2 separate regions of the Pan troglodytes genome follow, and region 1 is linked to region 2. A link is a contact called in public HiChIP or PLAC-seq data. All regions are on one chromosome and are shown on one strand. The core of a region is the stretch at or near the end of the contact, and the rest is flanking DNA. Distances in the headings are between cores, read along the strand shown. Region 1 holds the start of SLC35F4 (solute carrier family 35 member F4). Region 2 holds the start of CCDC198 (coiled-coil domain containing 198).

The links. HiChIP or PLAC-seq counts read pairs in DNA pulled down with a chosen protein or histone mark.
Region 1: an H3K4me3 HiChIP or PLAC-seq map of stem cell-derived excitatory neurons shows a contact between it and region 2, with 9 times the contacts expected there. The contact joins the promoter of SLC35F4 here to the promoter of CCDC198 in region 2. A contact is called at or near these places in 1 of 7 Hi-C or Micro-C datasets (stem cell-derived neural progenitor cells) and 1 of 1 datasets of contacts at active chromatin or transcription factors (stem cell-derived excitatory neurons).

Annotation. Positions count from the first base shown.
Region 1 is chr15:55,855,718-55,862,348 of NHGRI_mPanTro3-v2.0_pri, reverse strand. It overlaps SLC35F4 (solute carrier family 35 member F4), which reads left to right and starts at 4,429. Exons shown (of 8, transcript XM_509971.7): 1 at 4,429-4,798. The coding sequence starts at 4,696.
Region 2 is chr15:55,465,828-55,472,883 of NHGRI_mPanTro3-v2.0_pri, reverse strand. It overlaps CCDC198 (coiled-coil domain containing 198), which reads left to right and starts at 5,364. Exons shown (of 7, transcript XM_009427856.4): 1 at 5,364-5,786. The coding sequence starts at 5,564.

The DNA of each region.
Region 1 (6,631 bases), core at 3,180-5,679, 390 kb before region 2:
CTCATTTACTTCTCATGATAGTTCCACTATATAGGTGTATATTTCTATTTTAGAGATGAGAAAATTGAGTCATAGAGATTTCAAAAGATTTACCCAAGGTCACGCAGCTAGAAAATGATGAGGTCAGAAATGACTCCTGGCAGTCTGCTCCAAAGTCCATGCTTTAAACCACTGTGCTGTACTGCCGAGTACAGTATAACGCTGTAGGGAGAAGGAGAAAGAGAAAGACAGAGACAGAGAGAAACATGCAGAGAGATAGACAGACACACACAGACTCAGAGAGACAAAGACAGAAAAACAGACAGACCGAGAGAGAGGGAGACACAGGGAGAGACAGAGAGAGAGAGAGGCACACACACACACACACACACACACACACACACACACACACACACAAACACACACACACACACAGATCATAGACAAATTCTAAAATTTGAATATATATGTTGAAATTACTTAAGACTTTCTCCAAAGAGGTTCAGTGCCTTTCCAAAGAGTTGAGCCTCAAAATTAGTCCTGGGATGCAGCCTGGCACCTGAGGTCAATGAAGAGTGGACTCTGCCCTGTCTTCTCATACAGACACCCAGCCCCATTGAGCTGAAAGGTAAATTAGCAATGTCTGCCATTGCCTACGATTGAAACAGAATGGCTGTGTCAGCATTCCAAATGGGGTGGCTGATGACTTGGCAGTTAAATACTCAAAACAACTTCCCTGAAAATGGAATATTAAGAGCATGCTTTTTCTTTCTCAGGTGCCATTTCTTATCACCTGGTTGGCTAGAAGCCAGATGCTTTTAAACACTAACACTGTTTAAATTTCTTGGGGTCAACTCTTTGTAAACAGTGCTGGTGTTTGTACAAAGTAACATTGGCCCTTGACTATAAAAGCTTAAATATTCTTGGCTTTCCAAGCAGCCAAGTTAGTTTTAGCCCAAGGAGATAGGTAAAAAATATACTAATTTCCCAGAGGGGAAAAAGATCATTTCCCCTTCTTTCAGCATCTTTCAGTGGTAACTTCAAATAGGTGAATAGAACGATTAGGTGTCTTATTCCTGCCATAAAAAGAGGACTAAAGCCCAGATTTTCTGATCCCTTTCTGCTAATTAAAGTACAGAAGACTAGATTCCATGGATTTTATTTTACTAACCCTTCCAAAGTGTATAGACTGATATGGTATTTTCAGACTGCTTATCTTTGAATAAAATTTATACCCAGTGATCATATTTAGTTTTAATGTTATTACTTGGTATAGCTATTCTAGCATCAGACACAAGGACTATAAGTGATCATCCCATGAACTACTTTACAAATGATTTGGCTTTAAAAAAAAAAAAAAACCACAACAATGTGAATAACTAATTGTATACTCAATTAGTATAAATAGCTAATCTGATTTGATCAGATGATCAAAATCCATATGGCTCATATATCAAAACTCATCTGGGATCACAGATAGATACCCTCTGCTTGATGCATTAAAAAATTCCTGAAAAGCGCACAAAAAACAAATTTTGTTTTATAACAAATCGAATTATAATTTATAACTACTAGAGAAACTGGCTATGTGAAGGGCTATCATGACAAACTATTTTGTGAATCAAATAACGACCTTCAATTTTCATTTATTAAGTTATGTCTTTTCTTTATTCTTTCAGAATAGATTTGAGGCATACATTGCAACTCATAGTTTGTAAATTTGAATATTTGGGTTTGTGAAAACTGGTAGACTAAACAGCAAACATAAAAATGCTTTAAAAATTATCCTTTCTTCCGCCGGGCGCGGTGGCTCACGCCTGTAGTCCCAGCACTTTGATGAATCACCTGAGGTCAGGAGTTCGAGACCAGTCTGGCCAACATGGTGAAACCCCATCTCTACTAAAAATACAAAAAAATTAGCTGGACGTGGTGTCGGGTGCCTGTAATCCTAGCTATTCGGGAGGCTGAGGCATGATAATCACTTGAACCCGGGAGGCGGAGGTTGCAGTGAGCCGAGATCGCACCATTGCACTCCAGCCTGGGTGACAGAGTGAGACTTCGTCTCAAAAAAAAAAAAAAAAAATTATCCTTTCTTCAAAATAATTTCTGTAAATTGTTAATAACGTCTAAAATGACTATTGAAAGATTAAAACATCTTTTATCATGTATGCCAAAGAGTGTTCATGACTAGCAGAAATTTACCTTTGACTATTTATCAATTTATAATTGTAGGATTTCAGTTCCTTCCATTAAAAGTGTGGCCTAGATTATAGCACTTGCTGGCATTTACTATTTTGGTCATCCTATTACAGATGATTATAGAGAGATTTGTAAGTGCTTTGCTATTTTAAAATTTATTTCCAGGTCAGTCTGAAAATTTTTACGTTTTCAAAAGAAAACATAGACTCTTGTGGGTATGTTTACATTGTAGTATTTAAATTTATGCTGAATTTACTGTTTATATGAATGATCAGATCCAGTTAAATACATTTTTATCTACTTCTATGGAGATTTATGAAAATAAAGCAAAAGCAGGAAGAAGGTAATGACTTACACAGTAATTGTTATTTATAATTTAAGTACATTAATTATGGCAAGATAAGTTATAAGCAATGGGAAAAACCACTTGTTTTTAAGTCTATGCATATGTGTGTGTGTATGTATGTGTATACATATATATTCCTGTTACATTAGAAGGTTTTTGCTTGAATTGTTTCCTAATTTCTCTCTTACTGATACATATATTAATGTGCTATGGATTATGATGGCTATTATCAAAATATATATGTAATATTGGAAAATTTATCTTTCATAGAAACTTCAAACAAAAGTGACATTTAAAATTATATGTGATGAACACATTTTACCATGTGCAATACATGCATTTGATATAATTTTGCCACAGAAATAATAAAACTAACAAAAGTGTGCTGAATATTATTTCACGTGGGGGGGTGTAAAGGCATAACGCTTTCATTTTTGCTTTATATGGCTAGCTCCCCATCATTGCACTAGTGTTGGTTTTTCCTTTTAGTTCCTTTTGACCTTTTAGCTCTTTCCACCCTTCCATCTTTCCTAGCCCAGAAAACAGGTGTAGGAGGAAATTGGTTTCTTTATGAGCTCTCCTTCCAGCCACAATAATCTCAGATTGACTCCACTCTCAAGATCCCGTGCTAAGCTTTGTGTTTGGATGAAAACCCAAAACATAGTGTAAAATTTAATATTGCATTTTCATATGCTTAAACCTAATTTACCTTTTAGAAAAAGAATTGCGTATTTCTTCCTTCTTAAGGGCCCACACACAATGTGGAAAATGCTTGGAGGCAGGATGGTGTGATAGGTTCTCTGGAGGTTTCTGAGAGGGGCATTGAAGTCGACTTATGTTTCTCTTTTTTTCTTCTCCCTAAGCTTTAGTAATATGAAACCTGGCAGGGATGTCTTAAGCCAGCTGTGCACGGAAGGTGGACCTAAATTGCCTCTAAGCTGATGAGCTGACCCTCCTCTCCACTAACCCTCCACCTCCACCTTTTCATTTCTGAGATGAAACTTTGAAAATTATTATCATTATTATTATTTTTTGCAGGAAGCTGTGTCTGCAGACTATGAACAGAGGAATCGTCTCCACTGCTCACTGACCCTAACCCATTGGGTCTCTGGCTAAAGCAGAAGAGCCACACACCTGAGGGGAGGGTGTTCGCTCTGAACACACAGCTTCAAGGATGTTCTGCTCTAATGGAAAGGCTCTAGACTGTAGCTAAGACTTTCACTCGTCCAGATATTTACAGTTTGAAGGACTTCCCTCCTGATATTTTTGGCAATAAAGGAGAAAATCATTTCTCCTCAGAGCATTTGAAATTGGAAAAATAAACGTGCTGTGTGCAGCTGAATCTTCTAAGCCTTTGACATTTTTCAGTGGCAGGATGGAGGGTCCGTATGGACAGTCAGACTTGAGGGCTTGAACACTTACAGTCTTTGCGTCTGCAAAACCCGGATAATCACTCCATATACCACCTGCCGGGAACTAATTTTCTTGTCATTTCATAAAAAAAGATTCCCAGTCTTCTAGACAAGTTGCAAGGACTGACTAACGCGGGGGAATGCTTGCATATCAGCAGACCAGAGGTGGTGTAGACGCCAAGCGTGGACCGAGTACCGGGGCGCCCCAGAAGTGTCTTCTCCCCGAGCGACAGAGTTAATTCCTCGCATTAACAGCTATGAGTCCCTCTTGGGTTTCTCCCACTCCCAACACCCTTCTCTGAGCCCCTGGCCACCGTCGCCTTCTCTTCTCCTCTCGCGCCCCCCCTGACCAAACATCCCTTTCATCAGGTGGGGTTGGGGTGTCTAGTTTTCGGGAAGGATCGCGCAAGGGTTAATGATGAAAGCTGGCGACCAGGTGGGGCGCCCACACCCGCCCCCGGCCGCGGTGGGCGTCGGAGGTGAGGGGGCGCTATTCGGGCAGCAGTGCTCCGGGTGGCGCGCGGGAGAGCTGCCAGGCTGACGGAGAGGCCGGCCCGAGTGGGGGCCGCTCCGTCGCCGCCGCCGCCGCCGCCGCTGTGATGCGGAGCCGGTGCTACGCCGGGCGGTGGAGTCAGAGCCCGGGCGCGGGAGCACGAGCTGCTAGATCAGCACCAGCGGCTCCGGCACCTGCACCAGCTCCCGGGCCCCGCGCTGCGCTCTCCGCCCCGCCGCACTCGGGGCCGTCGCCCCGCGCTCTCTATGGATGTCAAGGCGGCCCCCAACGGGGTGGCCACTATCGAGGACCGGATCCTGCGGATCACCGGCTACTATGGCTATTATCCAGGTTACTCCAGCCAGAAAAGTAAGACGCCGCGCGGCTGCCCTGCGCGAGGCGGGGAAGGGAGGTGGGCGCGCAGGGGTGCCGCGGAGATGCGGACGGGCGGGCGCGCGGTACGGACACCTGCAGCCCTGCGGGCGCTGTCAACACCGCCTTCCTGGAGGCGGGGACCCCCCGGGGAGAAAAGTATGTCCGCTGTCCTCGGTGCTGAACCGTGAGAGGGCAAGGGGCCCGGCTGGGTGCGCCCAGGAGTTTGGAAACAGTCGTAGCCTTGAGGGGAGGTGCGGAGGGGACCTGGTGAGCGCTCCTGACCGCCGTGGGCCGGCTCACCCTGGTGGATTTACGCCCGGAGGAGGCTAACATGGCTGTTCACTTAGCGGAAAGTCAGCCCTAGGGGATACATGCCCCGAAAGCCCCTACTGCGTGCGGGGCGCTGGGGACGCAGGCTGGGGAGCTTCGGGGGTGGGGCTGGCGGGGGCGGCCCACCCAGACATGGGTCCCGGCGCTGGTGGGGTCAGCTCGTTCACTCCGGGCTGTTGAGACGCTGCCAGCGCGGGAGTTACTCCGGTTACAATATCTTTAGGAGGTTCTTCACCCTGGGAAGAGAAAAGAACCTGCTCAGGTCTCCGAGCCCCAGAGCTTGGAGCCAGAGACCCGTGCAAAAGACTGGGGGCGTGCGGGGGGTGGGGTCTGAGAAGGGGAGGCGACAGGGCCACCCGCCCCCGCCGCACGTCGCGGTCACCGCTTTCTTCCAGCTAAGCGAGGTCATGCGGCGTGGATGCTTTCACGTTTTTGGACCAGTTTTGGTGGGAGGGCGATGAGGTGTGCTCTGCTCGCAGTCCCCCTCCCCCAGTACACAAACCCACTAGCTATATTTGCTGGGATTAGTTCTACTGGCGACTGAAGTGCAGCTCATTTTTCTTCGAATTGGAGGAGTAGCTGCGGTTTAGTTTCTATGCAGGTGGGCTTTCGCTTTTTTCTTTATCAATGCATTTCTGTTGCAATAGATGGAGCTTAATTGATGTTTTTGCAGTTATTGTTGTCAGAAGCTTGGAAGCTCCTAGATGCATTTCTGATACGTATTTTTCTATGACATTTGGGGTGCAATCAACATTACAGTTTCTGTGATGCGTGGGACCCACAAAAATTCCGGCACAAAGACAAGAAAACACTATTTTTTCATGTAACTTTCTCCCCTACCATGCTTCCTCTCTATTGAATAATAATTCAAGAGCTTTGTTCCATGGGCTGTTCTCACACAGATATTTTCTAGTTCGATATTTCATCTGGTTTCAGGAAAGGCCTATCTGATTTGGATGGTTTCTGTCTAGCTGTTTTTAGCATTAGGGGCTTAAATTATTCATTTTCCATACAAAAGTAATTATATAGTGTTAGAATTTTCTGGAAAGAAAATAACACACTGTGGAATGCCCTTTGAAGTACTATACACTCAAAAACTTCTCCTTTTTTATTGGCAAAGGATTTCTTTTTTAACCCTGGAAACATAAGTAAAGGAACTAATATATCTTGTGGAAATTACTTGACTTTCACCTTTGAATATTTTAATTAGGAACCATGGGATTTTAGTGGCTTAGAGAATGTAGAAGCTGTGTGTGAAATTACAAGACTCAGGGTGGCTTATTATTGTAATTTTTATGACAATGGAACTTTGGCTAACAATGAACAACCCAAAAAGAATACTGAAAAAGTGACATTTTAGATAAGGACATGTTCATATTATATTTTTGTACTTGCTCAAATAGCTGCACATGCTTCATTTGCAATACAATAACAGGACAAAAAAAGGGAAGAGCACTGGCCAAGGCTATAACTGGTAGCCAAAAGGGATAAAGATTA
Region 2 (7,056 bases), core at 4,115-6,614:
TGCAGCCATAAAAAAGGATGAGTTCATGTCCTTTGTAGGGACATGGATGAAGCTGGAAACCATCATTCTCAGCAAACTATCGCAAGGACAAAAAACCAAACACTGTATGTTCTCACTTATAGGTGGGAATTGAACAATGAGAACGCTTGGACACAGGAAGGGGAACATCACATACTGGGGCCTGTCATGGGGTGGGGGAAGGGGGAGGGATAGCATTAGGAGATATACCTAATATAAATGACGAGTTAATGGGTGCAGCACCCCAACATGGCACATGTATACATGTGTAACAAACCTGCATGTTGTGCACATGTACTCTAGAACTTAAAGTATAAAAAAAAAAAAAAGAAAGAAAGAAAGGGCAGGGAGGAAGGAAAATGATTTTCTAAAGATGCTTTCAAAAGGATTTTTGTGAGTGGATGTTTAAAATATGGTGTATATATATATATATACACACACACACACACATATATACCATATTATATATATATACCATATACACACACACACACAAACACACACACACAATGGGATACTATTCAGCCTTAAAAAACAGGAAATTCTGTCATCTGCAACAATGTGGATGAACCTAGTGAAATAAGCCAGGCATAGAAAGGTAAATGCTGGCCGGGCACAGTGGCTCACACCTGTAATCCCAGCACTTTGGGAGGCCGAGGCAGGTGGATCACCTGAGGTCAGGAGTTCGAGACCAGCCTGGCCAACATGGTGAAACTCCATCTCTACTAAAAATACAAAAAATTAGCTGGACATGGTGGTGGGTGCCTGTAATCCCAGCTACTCAGGATGTTGAGGCAGGAGAATTGCTTCAATCTGGGAGGTGGACGTTGCAGTGAGTGGAAATTGTGCTACTGCACTCCAACCTGGGCAACAAGAGCAAAACTCTATCTCAAAAGAAAAAAAAAAAGAAAGAAAGAAAGGTGAATGCCACATGATCTCACTTGTATGTGGAATCTAAAAAGTCAAATTCCTAGAAGTAGAGAGTAAAATGGTGGTTGCCAGAGGCTGGGGATGGGGAGGTGGAGTTGGGGGATTAGGCAATAGGGGGTGGGCAGGGAGAGATGAGACATCAGTCAATGGGTACAAAGTTACAGTTAGGAGGAATAAGTTCTGGTGTTCTATTGCACAACAAGGTGACTACAGTTAATAATGTACATTTCAAAATATCTAAAAGAGAAGATGTTAAGTGTTCTCACTAAGAAAACATGATAAATATTTGAGGTGATAGATATAATTACCCTGATTTAATCATTTTCAAGGTATACATGTATTGGAACATCACACTATACCCCATAAACATTCACAGGTATTTGTCTACTTAAAATAAAATAAAAATTTAAAAAATAAAAAGGATTATGATAACCAAAGGTTGATGTTCCTTTTAGAGATACAATATACAAATATTATTTTATCTAGGTTAAATCCATTGGCAATACATTTTAAGAAACCCACGCACTGGCTGTCTTCAGAGTAGTATAGTGTATGAAGGCATGATTTTAGCATTTCATTCAATGAGGTACTTGCAGATTGCATTCAAAGGGTAAAGATACAAATCGTATACAACTGATCTCATGTAAGAGGTTATACAAGACGCTTCAGTTAACATTTTTTCCATTTGTTTTGCTTGAGCACTTCCAAACCCAGTAGGTCTGATTACACTGTCACCTTTACATCAATATATAAATAAATCGGGAGGAAAATAATCACTGGAAGGAAAATTAAGGTTCGGGTCATACATCAACTCTGCTTAGTTAGCATGCAAACCTATAATTCACACTGCTGCTGAAAAGCCTCCAGTGATTGCTTATCCATTACAGATCAATTGCAGAAAAAGGCTGTAACTTTATTAGAAGCCTAATTTAAGAACCCTATAAACATTTAGAATTTAAGCCGCACTGACTGAATTAAGTCCAACTGTATGGAATATTTATACACATGTTGATTTAAATCCCTTCTGAAGCCTTTCCAAGAAAACTGTATGCTGAAGGATCAAAAGGCAATTTAACCAACCCGACTCCAGACTACCACCATCCAGTCCTAAGGAATATCGCCTTAGCCTTTGTCACTTGCTTAATATAAAACATCCAAACGAAATTACCCACAGCTCATTAAAAAAAGAAACTCATTTATCCAATATTAGGTTGTTTAAACTTTAAGATTTACTATTCCTCAGGTGTTTGCATGGTTTTCTCTAGGTAGCTGCTCAGAACATAGTGCTACTGCAGTCATGAATTCCTGTTAGCTGGTAAGCTACTTGCAGAAAATAGATGTCTTTGTTCATCCCAGGCATTTTCCTTATCTCCGGGCAGTCATCTTACCAAGGTATGGGGAAGGAGATTGTAGATGACTCTGGGAAATCCATCAAAACTAAGGCAAGAGCTATCAAATCACAATCTGATGGAAAAAGGTAGGTAATGTTTCCACACAGGAAGGAAAGCTTCTCTCCTCATGCTGGCTCTAAATAGATATTACAGTGTAAATCAAGCTGTAGGAGGTTGTAAGGAAACTTAGAGAGCACCTACTCTCTTAAGTATGATACCAGACTCACACTTAAAGACCTGGATCTTGCCTCCCATCATTCAAGTGTAAAACTTTCTCTTATTAGAGAGCAGAAAAATCCACGTCTCATAATGAATGTGTATTGAGTTTCTATAGAACTTATATTCACTAAACAATATTGCTTAACAGTTTTGTCCCCAAGGCTAGTTAGGAGTGAACCCAGAACGAAAGCTAGGATTTTTAACTTCAAAATGAATGTATATTTTGAAATAGACATTATACTTTGCCTTCTCCTTATTGCTTGGTTCACTCTGTGTCTTGAAGGAAGGCATTTTCTACAGAAGGCAAGAAAGGTCCAAGCACCAGGAGCTTGTACACGGCTATTTCTTGGGAACTTCAAGGTCACATTGCCCGTGGAGATGCTCCAGGCTGAGGGCTTTGATTCTTCCTGGCAGAAATAGTCCACTTGGCTGTGAGTTCCTGCTTCTCCCCATCTCCTCTGGGGCCTCGCCACTTTCTCTTAGTACATTTTTCTCTGGACGCTACCTTCAGCTTTAGAAAAGTTTAGCTAATCCCTTCTGAGCTTCATCTTAAGAGTTTTATAAATTAATATTCTCATTCCATATTCATGAATTCTGACTGTTACAAATAACAGCATGTTTTATCATTTTTACACACAATAATGTATAGTCATAGTCATTCTTGAACTAGGGAATGGTCATTATAAAGTATCACAAAGTGCGAAGTAGTCAAGGTTTTAGTTGGGTGAGAGCTTTTTAATGTTTTACAATTCTAGTAATAAGAAATTACATCTTATATCTAACTCTATCAGTGAAATTAAACTCTTTTTCTCTTTTAATAAAATTAAAATGTTTCACTATCAAATTTTAATAAAATCCTTTCAGTGTATGAATATTTTCTAATGATAATCCTTAGACATGGTGGTTTTCCCAGTTAAATCGGCCAGATTAATTTACGCTTCCCTCATTGGTCTTTTCTATACCTAGGGGCAAACTCCTTTAGACAGGAATATGTCTATTTTAATTTCTGACCAACTGGCAATAAAGACTATCCTATGTACATGTAGATATGTAGCAATACTTCCTCAGAGGAGGAGGATACTGGCTAATGATTACTGTGAGCTTACTACATGCCAGGTATTAGTCTAAGAGCTATAAATGGAATCAGGTTCATTTCCCACAAAGTATTGTTATTAACCCCATTTCACAGATCAGGAAAGTCACAAAGCTTGATAGTCACTAGTAATGAAAAGAGAAAGAAGCACAGAAATGCGTCTTTATTTCTTTAATTATTCCTTCAACAACTAACCAATTTCCTCAACAAAGGCTCATGTTCTCCACAAATATTGTCTGAAAATTAAATAATAATAAAACAAAACATAAGGGCTGAATCCCTCTTATGGTCCAGATCCATGAAGTCCACAGTTTTCAGTACAATGTCTAGTTCATTTGTTAGTTCGCAATACATTCCCCTGCCCTTAGAAATACTTAAACTGATTGTACTAAAAAATAAATCTTACTAGACCTTACTCAAGTATTATTATCCTTGTAATTAAGCTAGTCTGTTTACCAGAGGCTGTTTTGTTTGCAGATACTGTTAATATATTAGTCTTTACTTATAAGCCTCTCTGCTGCGGAGAAAATGATGTGGAAAATGCAAAGAGAGTAAGGAAAAAACTAAATTCAGGCATCTTTTTAGATAAACGTGATTGTCTACCAAGACTTTCCAAACATCACCTTAGTCCCTTAGGAAATGGTTTCTGCAAAGATGAAAAATAAATTTTCTTTTAATTTCTTTATGGAGATGTGATGAAAACACAAGTAATCTGTGCTCATAAACAATTAGAGCTTGAAAGTTAGTCCCACTTCTAAGTATAAAGAATAAAATAAAAATCACCCATAATCCCACCATTCAAAAATCACTACTCAATATTTCGGCACGTTTCCTTCCAGTCTTTTTTTCTACTTTAAAAATCATAATAGACCAGGCACTGTGGCTCATGCGTGTAATCCCAGCCCTTTGGGAGGCCAAGACAGGTGGATCTCTTGAGGTCAGGAGTTCGAGACCAGCCTGGCCAACATGGTGAAACTCCTTCTGTACTAAAAAATACAAAAATTAGACAGGTGTGGTGGTAGTAGGTGCCTGTAATCCCAGCTACTTGGGTGGCTGACTCAGGAGAATCACTTGAACTGGAGAGGCGGAGGTTGTGGTGAGCCAAGATCGCTGGGCTTGGGTGACTCCAGCTTGGGTGACAGAGTGAGATTCTGTCTCAAAAATAAATAAATTAATTTAATTTAATTTTAAAACATAGTAAATAGGTTATCTTCAAAAACTCAAGGTTTACTTAGACCATTTATTCAAGAATTTTTTCCCCTTATCCCCAGGAAAAAAAATTCTATTATCCTCCTGTCCTGCAATGTATTCACCCCCTTCAAAGGCAACTCAAGTCATCGACAGAAAAATCAAATGACGCTTTAGCCGCTCCGCTGCTTTCTTTCCTATTTGGGGGATAAATTCTTTAATTAAATTAAAGATTAACAAAGCCTTGGTAATCAGCATGCATCCTCTTAATTGCAAAGATGGCTTAGCTATTCTCAGCAGTTAGTTTTTTTACAAAGGTACTTGCAATGAAAGGGTCAAGTTTAAGACTTCTCTAAACCTCTGCTCTACATCTCTCTCTCTGTTAATAACCTTCCTGGTGTTCGATATTTGTTTAATGATCAACAGTGGCTTCTATTCCTATCACTGAGTATTTCAGAAAGTAGCATAACCAAGTCAATGTTTAACTGGATTCTTTGGGTCTGAAACGGCAAAGTTGAAGGGAAGTCTCCATGGAAACCAGCCTCCCAGGAAGTGGCCAAAAGGGTTAGTGTGCAGTGAAACAGAGCTAGACGGATGCCATGAAGGAAATGACTGCTTTGTAAAGCGAGGGTAAACTTCTGAAATGCTTTGATTAAAATAAGCTATATTAAAGACCCCAAAACCACTTCCCTCGCAGCTTTCCTCTGAATGTCTTTCACATGAAATGGGCCTGAGTCACTCTAAGACTCACCCTAGGGTGATCAAAGTAGCACCTTTGCAAAACAAAGAGGTAGAGACTCCCTCGGCTGGCCGTGTGGACTTTGCATTCAATCAGAATTTGGAAGAAAAGACTTCATATTCACTGGCAAGACTGCAGGACCAGAATAAAGCCTTGGAAGGGCAGCTGCCACCTTTACAAGAAAACTGGTATGGAAGATATTCTACAGGTAAACATAAAACCTAGCATGAGATGTGTGTATCTGGACCAAGGAGCATTATTAATAGATTTATCTGACTGTCTCCATGATCTCAGAAAGTTTCTAAATTCCTGAAATGTAAAGGAATTTAGGCTATCTTTGAAAACTCAAACAAATCTTTCAATGAGGATTGAACGTCAATTGAAAGTATTCTGGGTGCATTAGAATGGGAGTATAAACTGTACAAAGGACTTTTCACTATTCCATATGAGAAGGATAAATCATTTTGTTTCAGCTCAGTTTGTAATACTTTCAATGTTTATACCTAGTTTTGCCAGACCATTAAAATTATATAGATACTAGTGATAAATGATAGCAATCGCGTTTCAGTTAGATTCTAAATTTAAATCATTCTCTCCAGTATAGCTTAATGCACCAGACTTTGTGGTTTTGAAAGCAACACTTTAAGAGTGAGTTAATTCTAACATGAATTTTGAAACCACCCTAAACAGTATTGATTTATTGCAGTACAGAGGAGTGGATGAGTCACCCTTTTCCCAACCCCACATTCTCCATGGTCATCTGCAGAACTAACAGAATTCTTTCCCATTATGATTGGAAGCTCTGAGCCTGAAGTGGCCATAAATCCTGGGATATTTTATAAGCCATGTAAAATGTTTTATGATGACCACAATGATAATTAAACAGACATTCTCACTTAGAAAAATATATGTTTATTATATACATATATATATGTATATTGTTTTCCCTTTTCTTCACCTTCTGGATCAATAACACAAATAAGTTTCCCTTATTGGATGCCTTGTTCAGAAAGCCTCACATTCTCTTTTGGTACCTAGCAAATCTTGCCTGGAATGATTTTTCATGGCTATTGTCTGCAGAATTGACAACGTTTGGTTGTTTCTATATGGCCTATTTTTATGTTCTTTATGTTCTTCAAGTTCTTAAGCACATGGATGGGAATTTTCCCCTTAGGAATTTTTTTATGATAGATAGAGGGATAGGTGATAGACATGATTTAGAAAATGGAGCGTGAATGTGTACTAAGAGTATGCAATGCTCCTATCGAGGAATTCCCTTTTTATCCAAACCCCCACTGAGAGTTTTAAGATTTTGGTGACAGAGAGAGACTCTGTCTCAATTAAAAGAAAAAAAAGATTTAGGTAACTGAATAAATGGTGAGCTTATGTCTGAAGTGACAAAATCACATTAAAAATAAATAACAAGATCATGAGAATCCTCATGATCTCCCATATTCTCACCCCAGCTCCATCAAATA